Regions from separate parts of the Mus musculus genome. Here region 1 is linked to region 2. The links are chromatin contacts, called in public promoter capture Hi-C maps. All regions are on one chromosome and are shown on one strand. Each heading gives the region's core, a stretch centred on a gene start, on an enhancer-like site or on the middle of the called end of the contact. The rest is flanking DNA. Distances are from core to core; before and after follow the strand shown.

What was found. Capture Hi-C pulls out chosen DNA fragments and counts their contacts.
Region 1: a contact with region 2 is called in a promoter capture Hi-C map of liver, with 2.6 times the contacts expected there. The contact joins the promoter of Lbr here to the promoter of Hnrnpu in region 2. A contact is called at or near these places in 2 of 9 other capture datasets (adipose tissue and liver).

What each region holds. Positions count from the first base shown.
Region 1 is chr1:181,840,996-181,844,444 of GRCm38.p6, forward strand. Lbr (lamin B receptor) reads right to left here and starts at 1,406. Exons shown (of 14, transcript NM_133815.2): 1 at 1,293-1,406.
Region 2 is chr1:178,335,953-178,339,092 of GRCm38.p6, forward strand. Hnrnpu (heterogeneous nuclear ribonucleoprotein U) reads right to left here and starts at 1,863. Exons shown (of 14, transcript NM_016805.3): 1 at 1,001-1,863; 2 at 95-206; 3 at 1-3. The coding sequence starts at 1,619.

The DNA of each region.
Region 1 (3,449 bases), core at 156-2,655, 3.5 Mb after region 2:
AGAACGACCTTGTCTTAGGAGACAAAAAAAAAAAAAAAAAAATGGGCTGCCAACAAGATATGAATGCCACTTTGCACAAGATCCACACAGTCAGTGGAAACTACATAACACATCCCAAAATATTGCCCAACAGGAGATAATTATACTGGATAGGACAAGGAGGCTCCAGACTCCCGTGTATTCTTATGCACCCAAGTAACGCATAAGAGACGCACACAGGCTTCCCTAAACAAACAGGTTGTTTGCAAAGAAAAGTCACTCGCTAAACTGTACCCTCAACCACATACCGCAGAAATTCAAGAATCCTCAGGCTTTTTTCCTGTCAACCCAGATTCTTGCTAACCCGAGGGTCATTTGGCACTGAACGCCTCACATATTATGGTACAATATAACACTATGTATCAGTGTGGCCGATTTCTTTCTACGATGCTCCGGTGCGTTACTAAGATCTTTAATCGTTTCCCCCCCTCTCCCAAATTCACTTAATGTGGCAGAAAGAAAAAGCTCAAATGGTGGCTCACAGCTACCCTTTAACACCTGAGCCGGCACAGGCCTGCTAGGCAAAACGCAAACAGGAAGGCGTTCGCAGGGTCTGTGCCCCTTCAGAGCCGTGCAGGAGAAAGCTGGCTGTCCTGGCAGAGTGGCCTTTTCCCTTAATACCCAAAAGCACGCTAATCTTAACAGTCCTTACTCACTCCCGCCCCAACTCCCCAGTCAACGCTCATCATCACCCTCTCTGTCCGTATTAGGTCCTCCATCCCGCGCTTCTCTGTAGCCCCATCTTCTAACCCTCAGAGCAGCTGCTACTTTGTAGCCCCAGATCTAGTCCTGCTCCTGCACCTGAGCCACGGCCCTAGCACACCAAGTGCGCTACACAGGGCGGGCGGGCGCAACGCCAGGCCAGCCCGCCATCGCCGAAGTGCCCCGGAGCAGGCCCTCCGCACCCCAGCGCGCACTGAGTGGCCCTCGAAGCTGCTGGAGGCGCGAGGTCCGCTGTCACCGCGCAGAAGCACTCAGGAGGCCCGGATAGGCGGGACGGCGCCCTGGCAGGAGCCAGAGGCGGTTAACCCCTCCTCCGAAGGCCGCCCGCTTTCCGAGGGCCGGGAAGCCGCGGCGAGCACAGCCCAGCCCGGCCCGGCCGGGGCACCCAACGCGCGCGTCCGAGACGGGGATCGGGGGTTGTCCGCCATCCGAAACCCGCGCTCGACTTCCGGCCCGCGCGGCCCCAGCCTCGCCGGCCGCCCCGGGGAACCCGCTCTCCACACGCGGCGGAGTCCCGCGCCGACGCTCACCTGGCCGCGCTCCGGCGGGAACTCCAGCCACTCCAGGACAGTCACCAGCAGCCAGCGGCGACTCCGCGCGCGACACAGCCGGCCGCGCTCTCGCGCCCCCGAGGTCCCGCCCCTAGCGAGGCTGCCCTGAGCTCCCCATTGGTCCCTCGACCTTTTGAATCATCGCCGGCGCTGGCGATTGGTCGAGGGCCAGTGGCGCGTCCAGCCCGCCCGCTCGTGAGCGTCCGGCGTCCCCACCCGGTTTATCTCCGCAGCCCAGGCACCAAGCCGCGCTTTGGCTCGCGCCCTCCTGCGGAGCGATCTAGGCCGGCGGTCTGGGAGGAGGGTGAAGCTCGCGCGACGCCAGGCAAAAGCGTCCGCTGCTGTCACCCGGCTCTCGGTCCGTGTGTAACCTCGGGAGCCAGCGGGCCGCGCGCTTAGTCCGGCCACGGCCGAAGCCCGCGGGCTTCGCGTCCCGCCTGGACCCGACCCCAGCAGGCCCAGGCCGGAGCCCCCAAACTCCCCCCCCCCCTTACACTTGCCACCACTGGTTGTTTCCTTCCTCTCGGGTTGAGAGTTCAAAGCAGTTCGTTAAAGCTCCCTACTTCGCCGTGCTGTTTTTAAAGGTATTTCCAACATCCCTTATTAAATACATCTGAGTGTCTTCCTGCCTCGGAAGCACTGTGGGTTCAGATGCAAGGCTGAAATAAGTCTTTTCATCCGCAGCGTGGCTTCAGGTGCACAGCGCTGTCACCTTCTCAGCTACAAACGAGTGAGTAAGTGCGTGCCTCGGAGCCCTTCCTAAGAAAGAGTGCTCACCACGATTTGATTTGTCATTGCCGTTGGGGTTGCCCTGGGTGGAAATCTAAACCACAGATGTGTGCATCAAGAAACCTCTAAACGTAAAGTTTGGCAAATCCCTTAAGCTTCAGCTCTTAAAGACGAATCCTACTCCGAGTCCTGCGGCAAATAACACAGGAAAACACCATGGGAAGGATGTCGTTTGAGATAAATTCTACTAATACCAAAGACATCCTTCACTCCTCAAACCCAGAGCCAAGGTTCCGTTGGGTTCCCTCCACAGGACATATAAGCATTTTCACTTACAAAATAAAAGACCAGAGGCGGGGAAACCTTGTAAACTTTGGTTTATAGTTTCTTCAAAAGGACCAGGCCAGTGAGGCTGGAGAGCCAGCTCAGATGATAAAGAACCCTGCCTTGAAAGAATAAGAACTTTGTGAGCACTTGAGACCCTCAGCACTAAAATTAAAACAAGAGGAAGGTGCTCTCAAAAGGCTGTAACTATAATGAAGGGGACAGAGGTAGCTGGGGACAAACAGATCTCCCTGGACTCAGTTGGTAACAGCTAGGATTTTGTGAGACACCCTGTCTCAAAGAGCAAGATGTTGCGCAGTTGGAGAAAGACAACTTACACTAACCTTTGGCCTTCATGTATACACTTGCACACACACACACACACACAAATAAGCCTGTATACGAATTCAACATCATACCTTATATTCACTAAAGATGTTTGTGTGTGCAAGGCATGGGTACATACAGAACTCATTCCTGCTTTTCCTTAACATTTAACTTTAAATTTTTTAATTTTATTAATAAGTTAGAAGAGGTAAGGACATGGATCCGGACCTACTAATTAATTGTGAAAATTAGATGCAGCTGTTCATTGGGAAACGCAGCTGGCAATAATTCCTTATAACATTCTCTTATTTCAGATTCACGAAATTGCCATTTGTAATCAGTACATTCAGGTAGATGAAATGTTTGTTTGTTTTTTTAACCACATGTATATCAGTAAGTTCTTAATGGATTTTGGGTCTTTCTCTATCTAAATCTCATGGTTGCATAATTTGCAATTAGATGTGAGTTGTAGCCTCACTGCAGCCTGTTTAAACTACCAAGTTCATCTTTTTCTTTAAAAGCTAGAGGTGGAGCATAAACCCTTTACCCTTGGCCAGCCACACCCCAGCCCCTGGTAAATCAATCCTAAAGATCCCTTTCTCTGACTGTTAGCTAAGAAGTAAGCCTAAAAATATGTTTGGATGCTCTCAGAGTCCAGAAATACTTCTCTGCAGAAAAATATCCCAACTTCAGCAGGACACGGGACAGCCATGCAGAAACCCTGGCCTGCTGGAATCTGAACAGATGTGGTGGTCT
Region 2 (3,140 bases), core at 613-3,112:
GCTCTGAAAGACAGAATTGTCTCCTGATAAAGCTTTCCCCACCTTGTATACAAAAAGAGCGGGCGACTGTTAAAACTGGGTGAGGAGCCTCTACCTGCTGTACTTGTTTTCTTCGATGTACTCAAAATACCCTCGGCCATGATCTTCTCGCGGTCTTTTAACGCCTCTCTTTTTATCTCCACCTTTCTGTTCTGTTTTGCCGTCTCCTATAACGACACAGAACACCGCCTTAAAGCATCAGGCCGAAAACTAAATAATGCAGTTAAGCACCTTTTGTGTTTCGAGCCTCAAGAGCTGTTACTGATTATTTTTTTCTGACTGATTCTTTGACTTTTTTAATCGACAAATGAAAATAAAAAAGTCTGGACTTGGACTGGACACAGTGACGCAGTCTGAAGACTGAACTTGCCAGCCTACCGCAACCTTCCAGAAAGCATTTTTTAAAAAGAGTTTAAAAAAAAAAAAAGCGGGACACCGCCCGGGCCCACGTGCGCCGGCCGCGCTCAAACGAGGGGGGGGGAAGCCTGGGCCCACCTCCCCTCCCCCACACGAGCCCGCGTGCCCCGCCGCCGCATTGTACTGAGCTTCCGCCCCGCTCCCCGCGCCTGCCGCCGGAAGTGACGTCACCACGAGCCCCTGCGCTCCTTGCACAATACCGCGGCGCTAAGCCGCCAAAGCCCGCCCGCTCCGGGACCTTCGGGCTTCTCCCCTCCCCCCACCGCCGACATGTGCCCGGACCGCGCGCACGCAGCGCCCCAGCGGCCGGCGCTCCCGCCCGGCCGGCCCCCCCACCGCGGCAGCTGCAGCGCTCCCCCCACCCCGGCGCCCGACATACATAATGGAGGCGCCGCCGGCATGGCGAGCAGAGCCTCCCGGGGCTCCCCCGCCCCCACCCTCCCGCGGCGCTCGCCCCGAGGGGCCCCGGCAGGCCTGGGGCACGGTCCCCACCGCCACGCGCACCCATCACGCAACACTCACCCGCCACCTTCCGCCTTCTTACCTCCCGCCTGCTGTTGGCCCTGCCTCGCCCCTGGCGGCGCCACCGTCACCGCGAAGAGCGAGGTGGGGCCGCTGCTCTTGCCCGCGGCCTCCTTGCCGGCACCACGCTGCTGGGAAGGCTGCTGCTGCGCCGCCGCTGCCGGCGGTTGGGACTGCTGCTCCCCGTGACCGTTCTCGTCGCCCGCGCCCTCCTCCTCGTCGCCGAGCTCGTCTTCCCCCTCCTGGAAGCCCTGGTCGTCGCCGTTCTCGTCTTCCGACGCTGCCTCCTCTTCCTCCATCGCGCCGGCGTCAGCCGCCCCCGCCGCCCCGTTCTCCTCGCCCAGCTCCATCTGGTCGCCGTCCAGAGCGGCGATGCCCTCCTCCTCCTCGTCGTCTTCGGCGCCAGCCGCGGCCTCCTGCTCTAGGCCCGCTCCCGAGCGCCCGGCCGCATCGCCACCTAGGTCGAGACTGCCGTTCCCGGGCTCCATGGCGGGGCGGCCTCCTGCCTCGTTGTCCAGCGCGGCCTGGAGTCGATCCATGAGATCGGCCTTGAGGCCCTTGTCGGAGAGGCGCCGCTTCTTGAGCTCCTCCTTCAGCTCCGACACCTTCAGCTTCTTGACATTAACAGGCGAAGAACTCATGTTGAGGGCCCCGGTTCCCCGCTGACTGCTGGCTCCCTCGGCCTGTGGCGGCGGCGGCTGCTGCTGGTCGGCCCGGGCGGCGGCTGCGGCTGGAGATGGCTGAGTGCTGCTGCAGAACGGACCCGCCTGGTGTCGAACGGCGCCAATTCCTTTCACCGAGTTCGCGAGGCAAGACGCGGAGACTCGCCCGGCGCGAGCGAGCACGCAACGTCCTCTCGCAGGGGCGGCGCCGCGCACGTAATATAGGCGCCCCGCCCCCTGCCGAGGCGAGGCCCGCTAGAGCGGCTGCGCGCGCAGGCCCCGCCCCGCCCCCACTGCGCGACCTCCGCGCTGGGCCGGACCGCGCAAATGGAGGCTCTTAGAAGCCACCTTTCGGTTAAACGGACCCGCCGCAGTGGCCGCCGGCCTTTCCGGCTCTTGAGCCGCCGCGCTCCACCGGCGCTCTGCCTTCTGTGTCCTGGCGGAGGCTCTCCTCCACCCGCCTTCAGTCCTCACCTGGCATTTTCCACTCGAGAACAACCTCCTTTCTTCCATCTTAGTTTAGTTTTTTGGTTTTCGGGTTGTTTTTTTTGTTGTTGTTTCTTGGGTTTTTTTTTTTTTGTTTTGGTTTTTGTTTTTTTTTTTGTCCCTCCGGCTCTAGGTTTAAAAAACTCTTCAAGTTTCCACCGCTGCCCTGTAGAACACCCATAGGCGATTGTTATGCAAAGGTGGTGTTTTGTTTAGTTTTTCCACCATTTAACTGCGTTTTTAAATTTTACAAGTCCTGCCTTGCCAGTCGGACTTATTTTAAGTTCCGCAAGGGCGAGGCCAGAGCCTTTCTTTTGTCTCTTCCCCAACCAGTGGTGCAAGGTTTGGGAAAGAGGCTTGCTGTACTCCACCATGCCTAACAGCCATATAGAGCGGGCCTTGTGTTGCTACTCACCGTATTTTCTATTGACCTTTGAGTAAGCCTTAGATTTTCATGGAAGTTCCCCTCGTTGTACTATAAAGATAGGCCTCTGTCCCCTGCAAATCTGATCCACCAGTTTGGAGACCCTTTAATTACAGATGAGGAAGACAGCCAGCACCCAGCTAGATTATGCACTTTGATCCTCTCCCTGTTTTTTCAGCCACTCTAAACATGTTTGTATACCTGCTGACTTGTCTACAAACTGGTAGTAACAAAAGGCTGGGATTTAGTAAAAAAAGAAAACACCTGTAGTTCTATTACTTGGCAGAGTGAGGCAGAAGTATCAAGAGTTAAAAGCTAGCCTGGGCTACTTAGTAAATTCCAGGCTTATCTGGGTTGAATACCAGACCCTATCTCAAAAAAGAAAAGAAAAAAAATTATGATTTGTTTTCTGGCATTAAATATGTTGTGTTCTTGAAACTTTTATATAGAATTTAATTTCTACACTGGGGCCTTCCTGTGTAGATTGCACCCAAGCTATGCTTGGTGGTACATGTGTATAATTTCAACACTTGGGAGATACAGGTAAGATGATCAAGAATTCAGTGTCAGCCAGGCAGGCAGTGGTGACA